3 separate regions of the Hordeum vulgare genome follow, and all the other regions are linked to region 1. The links are chromatin contacts, called in public Hi-C maps. All regions are on one chromosome and are shown on one strand. Each heading gives the region's core, a stretch centred on a gene start, on an enhancer-like site or on the middle of the called end of the contact. The rest is flanking DNA. Distances are from core to core; before and after follow the strand shown. Region 1 holds the start of LOC123398020 (protein SMG7). Region 2 holds the start of LOC123399188 (flowering time control protein FCA-like). Region 3 holds the start of LOC123399448 (CCR4-NOT transcription complex subunit 10).

Evidence for each region. Hi-C and Micro-C count contacts between places; a contact is called where the count stands out from the background.
Region 2: a contact with region 1 is called in a Hi-C map of leaf, with 8 times the contacts expected there. The contact joins the promoter of LOC123399188 here to the promoter of LOC123398020 in region 1. A contact is called at or near these places in 6 of 6 Hi-C or Micro-C datasets (leaf, seedling and an unstated tissue).
Region 3: a Hi-C map of seedling shows a contact between it and region 1, with 4 times the contacts expected there. The contact joins the promoter of LOC123399448 here to the promoter of LOC123398020 in region 1. A contact is called at or near these places in 3 of 6 Hi-C or Micro-C datasets (leaf and seedling).

What each region holds. Positions count from the first base shown.
Region 1 is chr5H:352,623,647-352,628,057 of MorexV3_pseudomolecules_assembly, reverse strand. LOC123398020 (protein SMG7) reads right to left here and starts at 2,239. Exons shown (of 8, transcript XM_045092533.1): 1 at 2,117-2,239; 2 at 1,659-1,767; 3 at 654-1,247; 4 at 447-569. The coding sequence starts at 1,730.
Region 2 is chr5H:353,049,678-353,054,088 of MorexV3_pseudomolecules_assembly, reverse strand. LOC123399188 (flowering time control protein FCA-like) reads right to left here and starts at 2,066. Exons shown (of 18, transcript XM_045093619.1): 1 at 1,571-2,066; 2 at 73-143. The coding sequence starts at 1,916.
Region 3 is chr5H:352,325,303-352,329,713 of MorexV3_pseudomolecules_assembly, reverse strand. LOC123399448 (CCR4-NOT transcription complex subunit 10) reads left to right here and starts at 1,873. Exons shown (of 6, transcript XM_045093859.1): 1 at 1,873-2,304; 2 at 3,654-3,740. The coding sequence starts at 2,119. It also overlaps the pseudogene LOC123396701.

The sequences.
Region 1 (4,411 bases), core at 990-3,489:
CGGTGTGGCCATGGGACTAGACCGGACCTAGACTGAGTATGATGTCGGTATAGACAGAACTTGGATGAGCTCAAGGACACAGCAGAGATGAAGAGAAGACTGAGTTGTTGACGATGGCTTAACATGATTGGTATGTTTTCCCGTAGCAAAGCACGTGTATTAGCTAGTATCAATAGAAGAAGTTAACCCTCACAACGAAAAACATAATGAGATGCAACCGAGTCTGGACAATCTTATTATCTATATCAAACAAGAAGTACGATATCAGATAAAGGGGGAGCAAGGCAGCTTCCAGTACTACATAGCACTGCAGATACTCTCTTCCATGCAAAATTATACATATGTGACTGAAGGGTAACAGATTCTACACTGGACCACAAATAATGTGGAAAAAGAAGTAAAACAATGCTATGGAAGTAAGTTAGTGAAGAACATAGCACCGTTACCTTCTCAAAAGCAAGAATCAAGTTGTCCCGTGCTGTACAGAAGGGAGTGTCTGCAGCTAAGCTTCGAAAGTATCTGTAGACAGCCACTACCTCATTGCCAGAGTAAGAAGCTAATATTGCAAGCTGACAAATCCAATCAGTGTCATCATTAGAAAACTGAACAGAGAATACATGAACATTTGATGAAATACAGAGTTGAGATTAAACCTGATGGTGTGGATTGCCGCTGGAAGGGCAGATTGAAACTGCCTCCTTGTAGTAATTAGAAGCCGCAGCATATTCACGTTTTGCAGAATCAGCTTCACCAAACAAACCCTTATAGCGGGCCAAATCACCCAGATATATGAGACAACGGTGGCATGATATCAGGGCTTTCTTAGCATCAGCTGTCCTCTTATCATTTTTGTCAGGGCTGCTTGCATTCTCAGGAGACTCCAAGAAGTAACCCAGAGGAAGGCCGTAGTTGGATTTGATCTTGAACATCAAGTCATGATAGAAGCCCGATGCTTCTGAAAGAAAGCTCCTGAAGGCCGACTTAATTCTCTTGATTCGATCTGGGTTGGCATTGTTCTTACCATTCTGAGATGCAGCTGAACCTGCAGAACTAATGTGGTTCCTGAACTCCTCGATTCTTTTGTAGTGCAACTGCCACAAAATATACTCGATCTCATGCTTTTCACAAAAGTCATGATCTGCCAGAATCATTTTCTCAAAGTTCTCACGCATCTGAAGCCATATGTTGGGATCTGATGGGACTTTGGACTGTGCTGACTTCTCAAGATGACTTTTGAGCTCGGCATTCTACACAAATAACATCACGCTATCATCATTTATATCCAAAGGTCACGCATGAACTAATTTTACTACTGACCAATAATTTATCAAACAGGAAACACCATAACTCAAAAAAGAAGATGGAAATTAATTAACGCGGTCCCCCCCCCCCAAAAAAAAAAACTTGGAAACATTCAGGGAATGATTAACTCGGATTGTCAAGAGTATTTTATTTTTTCTTTGTAACAATCAACGGTTAGTGGTTGAAAACTCATACATAATAAACCATTGACATGAATTGTGCCTATCCAAGAAGGCAAAGCAAGAAAATACACCAATCACATACAAGGCAAGGTACAGCAGGCCACATGGAACACGGCCCAACAAGCAACCTAGTGTGAAATAGCTAGATGTCATCAGTATACAAGGAAAGCTCACCTTCTTAAGGAGGCGCTGCACGAGGTCCCGCGATGGCGGAACAGCAGTACTATCCATCGGAACAGTCATCATTAATCAATTGAACATCAGTACCATCACCTGCAACGAACTACAAGCACCGCAATTACCAACGGAATCAATCATCCGAGGACAATACAGCACAATAATAATGCAAATAGCAAGCCCGAGTGGTGAAGGAAAGGAAACATGACCCAGCCCTAACTACCCGACCAGGCCGAGCTAAAACAAATCAAGCAAATAAATCCCTACGCCCAAATCCGCCGCCGGCAACAGAGGGCCTCTTGCCGGATCTCCCTTAACCCCAACAACCGACGGCTACGGAGGCGGGTTCTAGCCAAAACCTACTGCTCCGGAGCTGGAAACTCGCAATCGGGGGAGCGATGGGGAATAATCTGCGCGAATCGGGCGAGGGAGGGGAGGGGGCGGGGGATTGATACCTGATCGTCGTCGTCGTCGTCGCCGTCGCCGTCGCGACTGGAGCGAGAGAAGGAGAGGGGAATTTTGGGGAGGGGAAGAGAGGAAGGAAGGGCAGGCTATTTTTCGTCTTTTTGTTTACGGGACGGTGTGTGGTCTGGTGTGTCGTCGCCGTGCCGTGTTCGGGTTGGACTCGACCCAAAGGCGGTCGTAGGCGGCCCGGAGCCTGACGAGTGGGCAGGTAACTCCTTTGCTACTTTTTTTTAAAGTAAAATATGTTTGAGGTTCTAAAAGTATTTCAAGTGTGTTAAATAGGTCCTAAAATTTTAAAATCGTTCACCGCGTGTTTTATAGTGTGTAGTTCGTTCACCTTTGGTTCTAAAAGTATTTCAAATGTTTCAAATAGATTCTAAAAATTGCAGGTAAAATACACATATATGACATCCAATGAACGATTTTAAGCTTTTAGGACCTATTTGATACACTTAAAATATTTTTAGATCCTTCAATGTATTTTAATTTTTTTTATTATAAACTAGCAAAAAAATATGTGTGTTATAACAGAAGAGAAAAAATAGCACACTCTCCCAACATGTCCATATGTATCTCATATAGGTTGCCTCTTATCCCTCCTCATATCATTTTCAATGGTTGTCTCGATGCTCACATAATCACAACATGTTTAAATGTAATACTATATTTTAGGACGTGTCTATACCTTTATCTCTCTCGATATAAAATGAGAAATGTATTTTGTTTTTTCACGTAGAGATTTTGTCGAGGTGTGTATGCGTGGTTGTAGATGGGGTTTTTCGTCTCCAATTTTTTTTTGCTCAGGTGTTAATTTCTAATACGGATCTACACCGGTACAAAATAAAGACGAACAGTGTGCTGATTAAGATTGTACCATAAATAATATTTTTAAAATGTTAAAGAGGTAAAATATTATCATATTCAAATTTTACACAGTTTTCTAAACAGTTTTCATGTATAACAAGTTAAAATTGAAGTTACGACTTAGAAGATATAAATACTTTAAAAAGTATTTAAACCCACTTTAAAAAAAAGGGCCTACTGGAAAATAGCGAACAGTTATTCTCTCACTTAAAATAGGATGGCGGGTTAATTTCCACAAATTATAGGGTGTGTTTTTTTTGCAAAAATGTAACTTTTTCTGAACTCACTTCAACTTGGAGTGTGAGTTAATTTCAATAAATGTAGGGAGTTTTCTACGGAAAAACATGTCACGCGGACAAAAGCGATCCGTCTTTTATTAATAGGTAAAGGTAACAGAAAAACGGAGGGGTTGTCTTCAAGATATGTGTATTGTCTTCATGCAATTTTTACATGGAAGTCTCGTGTGACATTAGTTTTCGCTATGGCAATCATGAAAACTCTGCATGAAGAAGACGTGACATGACAGCAGTTTCGAAAACTCTATCATGGCAACAATTTTTCAGAAGAAAAGGTTGTTGGTGGCAGCACTTATACTATCATGACAAAACTTCTCTATCGTGGCGTGTTTCTTTAATTTTTCTTCATCCAAGAACCACTTCTTCATGATGGTTTTACGTCGAGTTCGATTGACGCAAATCTTATCATCATCGTGCTTGGAACCATAACTATTGTCAGCTCTATAGCAAAGAAAATAAACGAATGGCATAATTTGATATACGTATCAATTAAATTAGTGACATCATATGGCTCAGCCATCGTACCATATTCACGACATACAGGTCATAAAATAAAATTACAACCACTTTGCATCTCATACGACGAAGGTTATACCACATCATATATCATAGACACGCCGTGTAAAAATAAGTTAGACGCATCTAATCAGTGTTACCAATTATCGTGGTCGATGGGGCTTACGTCTCATATCATAAACTACATAGGTAACTATAAGCATGATTACTCCTTGTTGTTAGTTTAATCATAGGGATATGTGAAACAACAGACTTGATTAAAATTCTCGAGTCTCATACCAAACTTCGTTAAATGTGTGACTCTCATGTAGATCAAATCTACAAGTCCTTTTTTCTCATAAAGTTGTTCTTTCTCAACTAAAGTGAGACCCAAAGTATGTGTAGTATGACTTCGGTCAGGTAATCAATATACTCCATAGCATCACAAAAGGACCGTGAAAAGCCAGACCATAGTAACAAAAATTTACTATGTTGTCAAGATCCTTCTTTTGCAATTTGAAGGTAAACAACACGAACATCAAGTAATAAATTCAACATAAGTACCCGCAAAACACTCGTGCACCACCCGCATATCTCCATTCGTTCTAGATTGTACCTCCATCTACTGAT
Region 2 (4,411 bases), core at 817-3,316, 430 kb before region 1:
AAAGTAGACATATTAACAAATCTGCAGGTAAATAATAGCAGATACCACAGTACGTATGAAAGTTGTACTCACATCATCTTCATTTGCTGTTCTTGGAACTGATCCAACGAAAAGTTTAACATAACCACTTTTGTTATCATGATCTGCTGAAAATTTTCCACGTGAATATCAATTAACTAGCTGGTGAGAGGGAGTAAGACAAGCTCAAATATTTATCCACTGAAGTTCAATGAGATAAAACAGTACAATCAGCTAACAAACATAAGTTCTACTGACATTGATTACTGGTGCCAATACAAATAAGAACTTGATGGGTTCAAATTGGTACATAAACTGCTTACTAGGAGGGAAAACATAGCATTTAGCTTAACGGTTATGACTTAAGGCCAACATCTGGATTAACCAGATATGACCTACCTGAAACTGTTAGGCTATTACAATAGCTTATCTGAAGCTTCATCACGAGATAAGCTCATAGGCCATACCATTATTATACTGATTTAACAACAAGACAGAACACACCAGTGTGTATCATGGAGAAATTAGATCTTAACCCACGCTTTACTTCTACATTTAAAATTTGTGTCATCCCACCAGTGTGTATGCATTATCGTGGACATCATATTACCATAAGTTGTATGAATGTTGCAACGCGGCTGCATATACTCTTTCTGTTTTTAAGCTACTAGCAAAAGAGCCCGTGCGTTGCAACGAAAGAGAAAATAACACAAGCTCTAAACGCAATATATTTTCACATGGCATCACATTTGTGTTGCCGATGATGGCTTTAGTGCTCACACAATGAAAACGCGTTTGAATATACAGTCACTCGGAATAAGATGAGAAATATGTTGTTTCTCCCCACGAGGTTTTTCAAAGGTGTGCATGTGTTGTCAACGATGTTTTTCTTTCCTCTCAATTTGGTTTTAATTTAATGGATGTTTATTGCAATTCGTATCGTCGCCGGAAAGAGAGAGAAAAAAGAACCGTGCACTACAGATTAAGTTTGCACCAAAAATAATATTTAAGAAGTATTCAATAGCTAAAAATAACATTCTATTTAGATTCTACATATTTTTTAATCAAATTTCATATATAACATGTTAAAATCGGGGGGGGGGGGGGGGGGGTGGGATGACGACCCGCCACTGAGACGAGCCTCGGCAAATCATCAAACCCCTAGTAAAGTGGGGCAAATAATCTAATCCCCTGTATAGCATGTACATCTGAAACCAGTCTAAGTTCATCATTCATTCAAAAAAGGTGGGTGGTCTTGCCATCATGGTATACATGCTAGCACATATTACGCAGCTGCATACTTGGACCACTGGTTTGTCACATCCCAACAGTGACTGTTCAGCTATGGCGAGTTAACAACAGTTGATTGAACTTGGTGTAAAATCTTCCAGAGATCATGGAAGTTCAACTTCATCACTTATTGCACAGAGGACCAAAAGCCCAAAAACCTTTTCCCGTGCGTATACAAGCTAAAATTCCACATCTAGAGGCAGCGCGGCACAGCAAAACCTAGAAAATGCCAAAGCGCAGAAGCCAAGATCCTGGACCAAACCTGAGTAGTCTCCACGGCCTCCGCCGCCACCGCCTCCGTAACGGCTCCTCGCTCCACCGGCCGTCTCATCAAAGTCGCCGCCGCCGCCTCTGTACCCTCCAGTTCCACCACCGCCAACAACGTATTCAGACGGCGCACGGTACGGATGGAACCTCCCGCCTCCGCCTCCGCCTCCGCCTCCGCCGCCGTCGCTGCTCCCGCCGCGGGAGGAGCGGTGGGGCGGGGGGCTACCCCCGCCGCCGCCGGACCAGCGTGAGGGTCCGCGCGCGAATCTGCCGTCCCCGCCGCTGCGAGCGGCGCCCGCGGGGCCTGAAGGGTCGGCGGAGCGGTCGCTGCCGCGGTGCATGTGGTGGGCAGAAGGTGGCTAGGGTTTTGACGCGGCTCGCGAGCACGAGAGGGGGAAGGCGAAGGCGAAGAGAGAGGCCGTGTGGAATTTCAACTCCGCCTCGTAAAGTGCCAATGGCCGTGAGGATCAGATTGGATCCGATGGGCGACCGACGGCAGTCTGCTGCCCCGGCGTACCCCTTCCGTTTCTGCCAACGGACAACGTAATTTCGGGGCATCTTTCCCGGCTTCAATAGGGATATTTTATCAACCTATGTGGAAACTTTTTAAATATAAGTTATTTTATAAATATTTTTAATTATAGATAGATGATGCATATGCATTATCGTGGACATCATATTACCATAAGTTGTATGAATGTTGCGACGCGGCTGCATATACTCTTTATGTTTTTAAGCTACTAGCAAAAGAGCCCGTGCGTTGCAACGAAAGAGAAAATAACACAAGCTCTAAACGCAATATATTTTCACATGGCATCACATTTGTGTTGCCGATGATGGCTTTAGTGCTCACACAATGAAAACGCGTTTGAATATACAGTCACTCGGAATAAGATGAGAAATATGTTGTTTCTCCCCACGAGGTTTTTCAAAGGTGTGCATGTGTTGTCAACGATGTTTTTCTTTCCTCTCAATTTGGTTTTAATTTAATGGATGTTTATTGCAATTCGTATCGTCGCCGGAAAGAGAGAGAAAAAAGAACCGTGCACTACAGATTAAGTTTGCACCAAAAATAATATTTAAGAAGTATTCAATAGCTAAAAATAACATTCTATTTAGATTCTACATATTTTTTAATCAAATTTCATATATAACATGTTAAAATCGGAGTTACGGTTTAAAAGATATGAATAATTTCGTTTTAGATAAAATGTGGATTGATTAACTGAAAAGTTAGAATTTGTTTTGTTAAAATACGAAGGTCAACATTAATTCACTTGTTTACACAAACCTCGTATCAACAGTTTAGTATACATCATTCACTACTGAAATTCAGTTTTTTGCCGTCTGTCATATATTTGTCGTCTGCTCGCTGACGGTAAAGGCTGTCACAAACCACACGACAAAGAACTGGCTCATGGTATAGAATGTCTTTGCCATCAGTCACATATTTGCCGTCAGCCGCAGAGGGCAAAGAGTCGCACAGCAGACGACAAATATATAGGTGGGGCCCACCTGACCGCGGGTACGTTAGGTCAAACTGGAGTCCCTTCTTTGTCGTCTGGAGGCAGACGGCAAAGAGTCTAGACTCTTTGTCGTCCGCCGGCACAGCAAAGAGCTAACTCCGTAACGGCTCTTTGCCCCCACCCCGCCCCTCTCTCTCTCTCTCACCCAGTGTGTAACAGCTCCACACCCCGCCCCTCTCTCTCTCCCACTCCTCTCCCCGACGCCCACCGCCGCCACCACCGTCGCGCCGCCACCCCTAGCGCCCCCGCCGCCGCCCCACCGCCCTCGTCGCTGCCCCGGTGCCCCACAGCCCCCTCGCGCCGCTGCCCCACGGCTCCACACCCCGCCCCTCTCTCTCTCCCACTCCTCTCCCCGACGCCCACCGCCGCCACCACCGTCACGTCGCCGCCCCTAGCGCCCCCGGCGCCGCCCTGGTGCCTCACAGCCCCGCTGCCACCGCCCACTGCCCTCGTCGCCATCCCGGTGCCCTACAGCCCCCTGTGTCGCTGCCCCACCGCCCCCGGCGCCGCCCCGCCACCCCCAACACCCCCGGCCCCGCCACCCACGACGCCACAGCCGCCCCTCCCGGTGAGCCCCCACACCCCAACCCCCCTCCCCCCCCCCGCACGAGAAAATTAACTATTTGGTATTTAGTTTTTTGGAATTAGATTACAACTACAAAGTTGATTTTTTTATTGTCGTTGTAGTAGTTGTTCTTGTTATTGTAGTTGTTGTTATTATAGTTGTTGTTATTGTAGTTGTTGTAGTAGTCGGTGTGGTGGAAGAGGAAGAAGAAGGGAAGAAGATAAGAAGATCATCTGCCACTAGTTAGTTAGCTTAATAGAAAGAAGAGGAAGAAGAAGGGAAGAAGATAAGAAGAGAAGAAGAAAAAAAATAAGAAGGAGAAGAAGAGAAAAAAAGAATAAGTAGAAGAAGAGGATAAAGAAAAATAGAAATAGAAATACGAGGGAGAAGAAGAAGAGGAGGAGAAGAGGAGAAGAAAGAGGAAAAATGAAAAGAAGAAGAAGAGAAGAAGAAGGAGAAGGAGCCGTCCTTCTTTTCCTTCTCCTTCTTCGCTCCTTCTCCTTCTTCTTCATGCTAATATTTTGTTCAGCGCCAACTTACTTCAGTTCGGACGAAACTGGGTATGTGATTTGCTTCATGATTCATGCAATTCATTCTTCATGCTAATATTTTGTTCCTCTCTTTTAGGCGCATCACAATAAGACGGAGATGCCACACTTGTACGACCTTTATGGCATGGCCCATACTGCCTCGTACAAGAAGGCGAAGGCATTCTCTGAGTCTGACATGGATGATCCAAATAACT
Region 3 (4,411 bases), core at 624-3,123, 300 kb after region 1:
TGCAAGACCAATACCGACTTTCTCGGCTGCTGAGAGTTCCAGTACACTCGACAGAGTCTCAAGGAGGCCATCTGTAGCAGTTTTTATCCGCATCAGTGCTTCACAGAAACAAGTGCTGAAGTAAGTTTTATCCAGGCAATATCTGAAAGTGGAGGATAAAAGATCATGCTTCAACTGCAAGTTTTTGGCCTCCCTGTCATTCAACAACACTTCATCCAAACAGTCTTGGAGCATCAAAAGACATCCATCATGACCATAATCAACTAACTGAAAAGGTGGAAAGATAAACATATCAGAAAACCTGCACCGAACTTAGATTTATTTGGTACTTTGCTTGTATGCGGAAATGGTTGAAGCAATAAATTTCTCTCATAAACTGCTGGGTTGTGCACAAAGGTTGCGAGTTGCTTGTGGGCATGCCGATACCACCCTCCCATTTCGCAATTGGAATGGAAAAACGAGGCAACTACCATCCTATTGCTATACAACTGTCACGGAAGATCCAATCAATCCCCAACCCTCAAAACACCCCACAAAAAATAGGTGTGGAGACTTACCTTGGGCTCGCCGTCGAGGAAGATGGTGGAGTCGGCGGCGTAAGGGAGGAGGGAGCGGCCGTTGCGGGGGGTTGAATGAATGGCGACACCGCGCGCGCGGGAGGCGGCGTCGAAGGCGAAGACGGACTTGAGGCCGTGCTTCTCCAGGATGTCCCCCACCTCCAGCTGGTCCTGCGTGTACCCGCACAGGGGCGACCGGAACACGGTCACCGGTCGCGGCGGAAGAGCTGCACCTCCACCTCAGGCGCGGCCGCCGGCTCGGATCCGGTCCTCTCGTTCTGGGCGGAGGCCGGCAGGTCCTCGTGGATGCCGTCGTCGGCCGGCGACGCTGCCTTGTTGGCCTGCTGTGGTGGTCTCGCGACCGTCGTCAGCCTCGTGTGCTCCTCCTGTCGCCGGATTAGACGGGCCGCCGCCGCCGACCTCATGTGCTCCTCCTAAATCTAGAGAGCCGGCAAGACATGAACAACCATTCCATGAGCATCATAATAATGCAATATTCAACCAGGTTCCATAATCATTGTAAACGAACAATCCGACCACACACAAACAAAACTGTGCAGATGAAACACCTGCTTCTCGGCGACCGTGTTGTTGAAGCTGCCGCGGTCCGTCTCTGCAAAATCATAGCAGTAGAGGTCAGCACAGGCCAGCTCAATGCAAAGACCCAGAAACAGGCAGGATTCGCCAATTCCGAGCAAAGCGCGGCAGCCGGGGCCGAGATCTAGGCAGCCGGCCGCCGACACACGCCAGGGCGCGCCGAAACCAGATCCCCGAGCCACGGAGCCCGCGAGGCGGATCGGGGGAGATGGCGGGACTCAGATCCACGCACCTCCGCCGCCCTGGTCGCCCTCCGAGTCGGGGAACTCCTTCTCGAGCGCGCGGTTGATCATGTCGGCGAGGCTGTTCTCCTTGTTCGTGCCATTGCCCTGCGCTGCCTCCCCGCCGGCCTGGGCCGCCCCAGGGCCACGGCCGTGGCGTTTGCGCGCTCCACCGCCGCGATCGCCTTGCCCACGCGGCCCTCGTCGGCCGCCTCGGCCGCGTCGCCGGGGAGCAATGCGACGGCGGACGCGAGGAGCAGGGCGACGAGGAGGCGGGGGAGGACCGGGCCCAACAGGCGGCGGCGACGCATCAACATCGCCGGAGGGGAGCGGTCGGATTAAATACAGGGTTTTTTCATAAAAAGTGAAAAACGGTTCGACCCGACTTACATAAGGAGTGCGGGTTAATTACCTGAAACGACAGGGACCCTTTCGCAAAAATTCCAGGACGGACATTGGCCCCTGTCGAAATGGCAGTATCGTGAAAAACTAACAAATCAGGAGAGGAAAGCAACTCCCTCTTCTCTCTCTATCCATCGCCTTCGTCGATTTCGCCCCCCCTCCCACTCCCCCTCCCTCGCTCTGGCGTATCCCATCGCCATCGCGTCCAAACCCTAGCTAGCCCTCCCCAACTCCAAACCCTACCGCCAGTGCTCCAGTTCGCTGCGTCGGCTCGCGAATCGGGCGTCCGCGTGTCGCACCCGCGCTCCCGATTCAGCCACCGTCCGTGCAAGATCTGGCGGATGGAGCCCGCGGCGCCGAAGGAGGCGCCGCCGCCCCAGCCACAGCCCGGGGCGGAGGAGGACGGGACGCTCTCCGCGACGGCAGCTATGGCGAGGGACGCCGCCGTGCTGTTCCAGAGCCGCCGGTACGCCGAGTGCGCCGAGGTGCTCGCGCAGCTCCTGCTCAAGAAGGAGGGTGACCCCAAGGTGGGCGATTGGATCTCTGCTTTTGCTTCCCTATACGTCTAAAGGCGAGGAGAGTTAGGATGCTCTCTGATTGCTTTATATATTCTTTGACTGAATACATAGCAAATCCTGTATCTCGCCGGGTTCGTGGTGGCATGTTTGCTCAGCGAAGGCTGTTTTTTTAGTATTGCTCACCTGATGTTTCTGTCACCACTCACTGTGCTTATATGCTTGCTCAGTGTATCTTGCACGTGAATTGTGTGGTATGCTTGTTGTAGCTGTCTGCATGGCTCTCCCCTCCTCTCATGGTGGGTGACGGTGAGCCTGCATATGTTTGTAAGTGGTTGGGTGCATCTGGGGTGTGTGATTGCGTGCTGCGTATATCTGACGCGTGTCTATACACTGCTATCTTGTATGTGATTGTCGCATGGCTCACTAGCATCTTAATGTGCTGGTGTTGGATTTGTACCCATTTGATTGTGTGTCTATCAATGGTCATGTGGACGTGGGTATTACATGGTGCATGTGAATGCCAACAGGGCTTGCTACTAGGCTTGGGAGTGTTTCTCACTTCCCTGATTTTAGTTAGTAATGTTGTACATTTCTTGAAGCATAGGCGATTTGTTTAAAATTCTCTGTTAGATTATAAATTTGAAGCAGAAATTTCCTCCAAATGGAAAGAAAAAATGGTTGGGGTGAGAATTATTGGTGAAACAGTTAGGCGGTATCTATGTATATTGTATAGCACATAATATGATTCTCCACTTACTAGAATGCTCAGCTTGAGTCCATAGCATGGTATTGAAACTATTTAACTGGCACTTTGCTGGCTGCTCAGTTTTCGTGATCATACTGTACTATGTCTTGTAACTGATTTTTCTATTTAAATTTTTAGTTCTTTATGTATACCATGTAGTGTGAAAATGGATCTGACTTGGTGTACATTGGTTGGATACAACTGAATTGTCAACATTAATTCACTGTCCACTGTGTCTACAACAGTATTCAGGATATGACTATGAGCAACAATTGAATAATCAGTAATGTTTAGACTTCAAACCTGGCCATCTGCAGAACAGTGAGCAACAGCGCGAGTACACATTTTCTGAATCCAATACATATCCCCAACTGTCCGCACAGCCACTGGTGCACTGCATCTCTGCGTGCTAATACCTTTTAATCAGGCTGTTACCCGACCTTTAAGCTGATTTTAGCTGATTAACTCGTTACTCGTGACCTGTGAGGGTACCTAGTAGGAGCATATGTCCTAGTCAATACATTTCCTGTAGTGAATATATTGTCTCCCAAGGAAGAGATTGAGGGTGTCACGTTTTTCTGTGTTGCATCTTATGTCAGTGTTCAATTTTCAGGTCCTTCATAATATGGCCATCGCAGAATCGTTTGTGGATGGTTGTCCCGATCCAAAGAAGCTGCTTGAAATTCTTGGCAATGTTAAGGTTAGTGAATCTGCATACTGATTTGCGGTTCAGACTTGGTGGTAGAAACACATACAGACTCCGTTAGGAATATAATTGTTTTGGTGGCTCTGGTACTTTGATACATGTATTCGTTTTCATTTTCCATGTCTAGACTAAGTTAGGAATAGAAAGCATCAACCTTTGAATAGTGGCAAAAAGGCAGCCACATTAGTGATTTTTTGTCCTTTTCATGTGTGATTAGTGACTTCTATTGTTCATATTTTCATTTCGTTTTACATCTTTACCCTTTTTTCTGCTTGTACGCTGCCTTGGAAAGTCAATAAATCTTTGTCGCCAAAGTTGTATTCAAGAGTTTTCGGTGTCATGTGCATTGGCACACAAAACAACAGTGATGCATAGATGCAAACAAATGTGCTTTTGTCTAGTATAGGCACAAAATGTACATGATAAACGTTCCTCTGTATTCATATTCATGAATGCTCTGGCTGCATAATTTGGACCAAATGAATGCATGTGTATTCTGAACGTCCATGATTTATGGTTCAAGTTTTTCGTTTGCTGCAATCAACCCAGATTCCCACTCCTGGTCATGGTACCCTGCTTCACCGGTCGAGGGTCCGTTCGGTAACCCGGGATTGATCAACCCAGATCGGGGTCAGGAATGTTTTAGGGCATCTCCAACAGCCGCC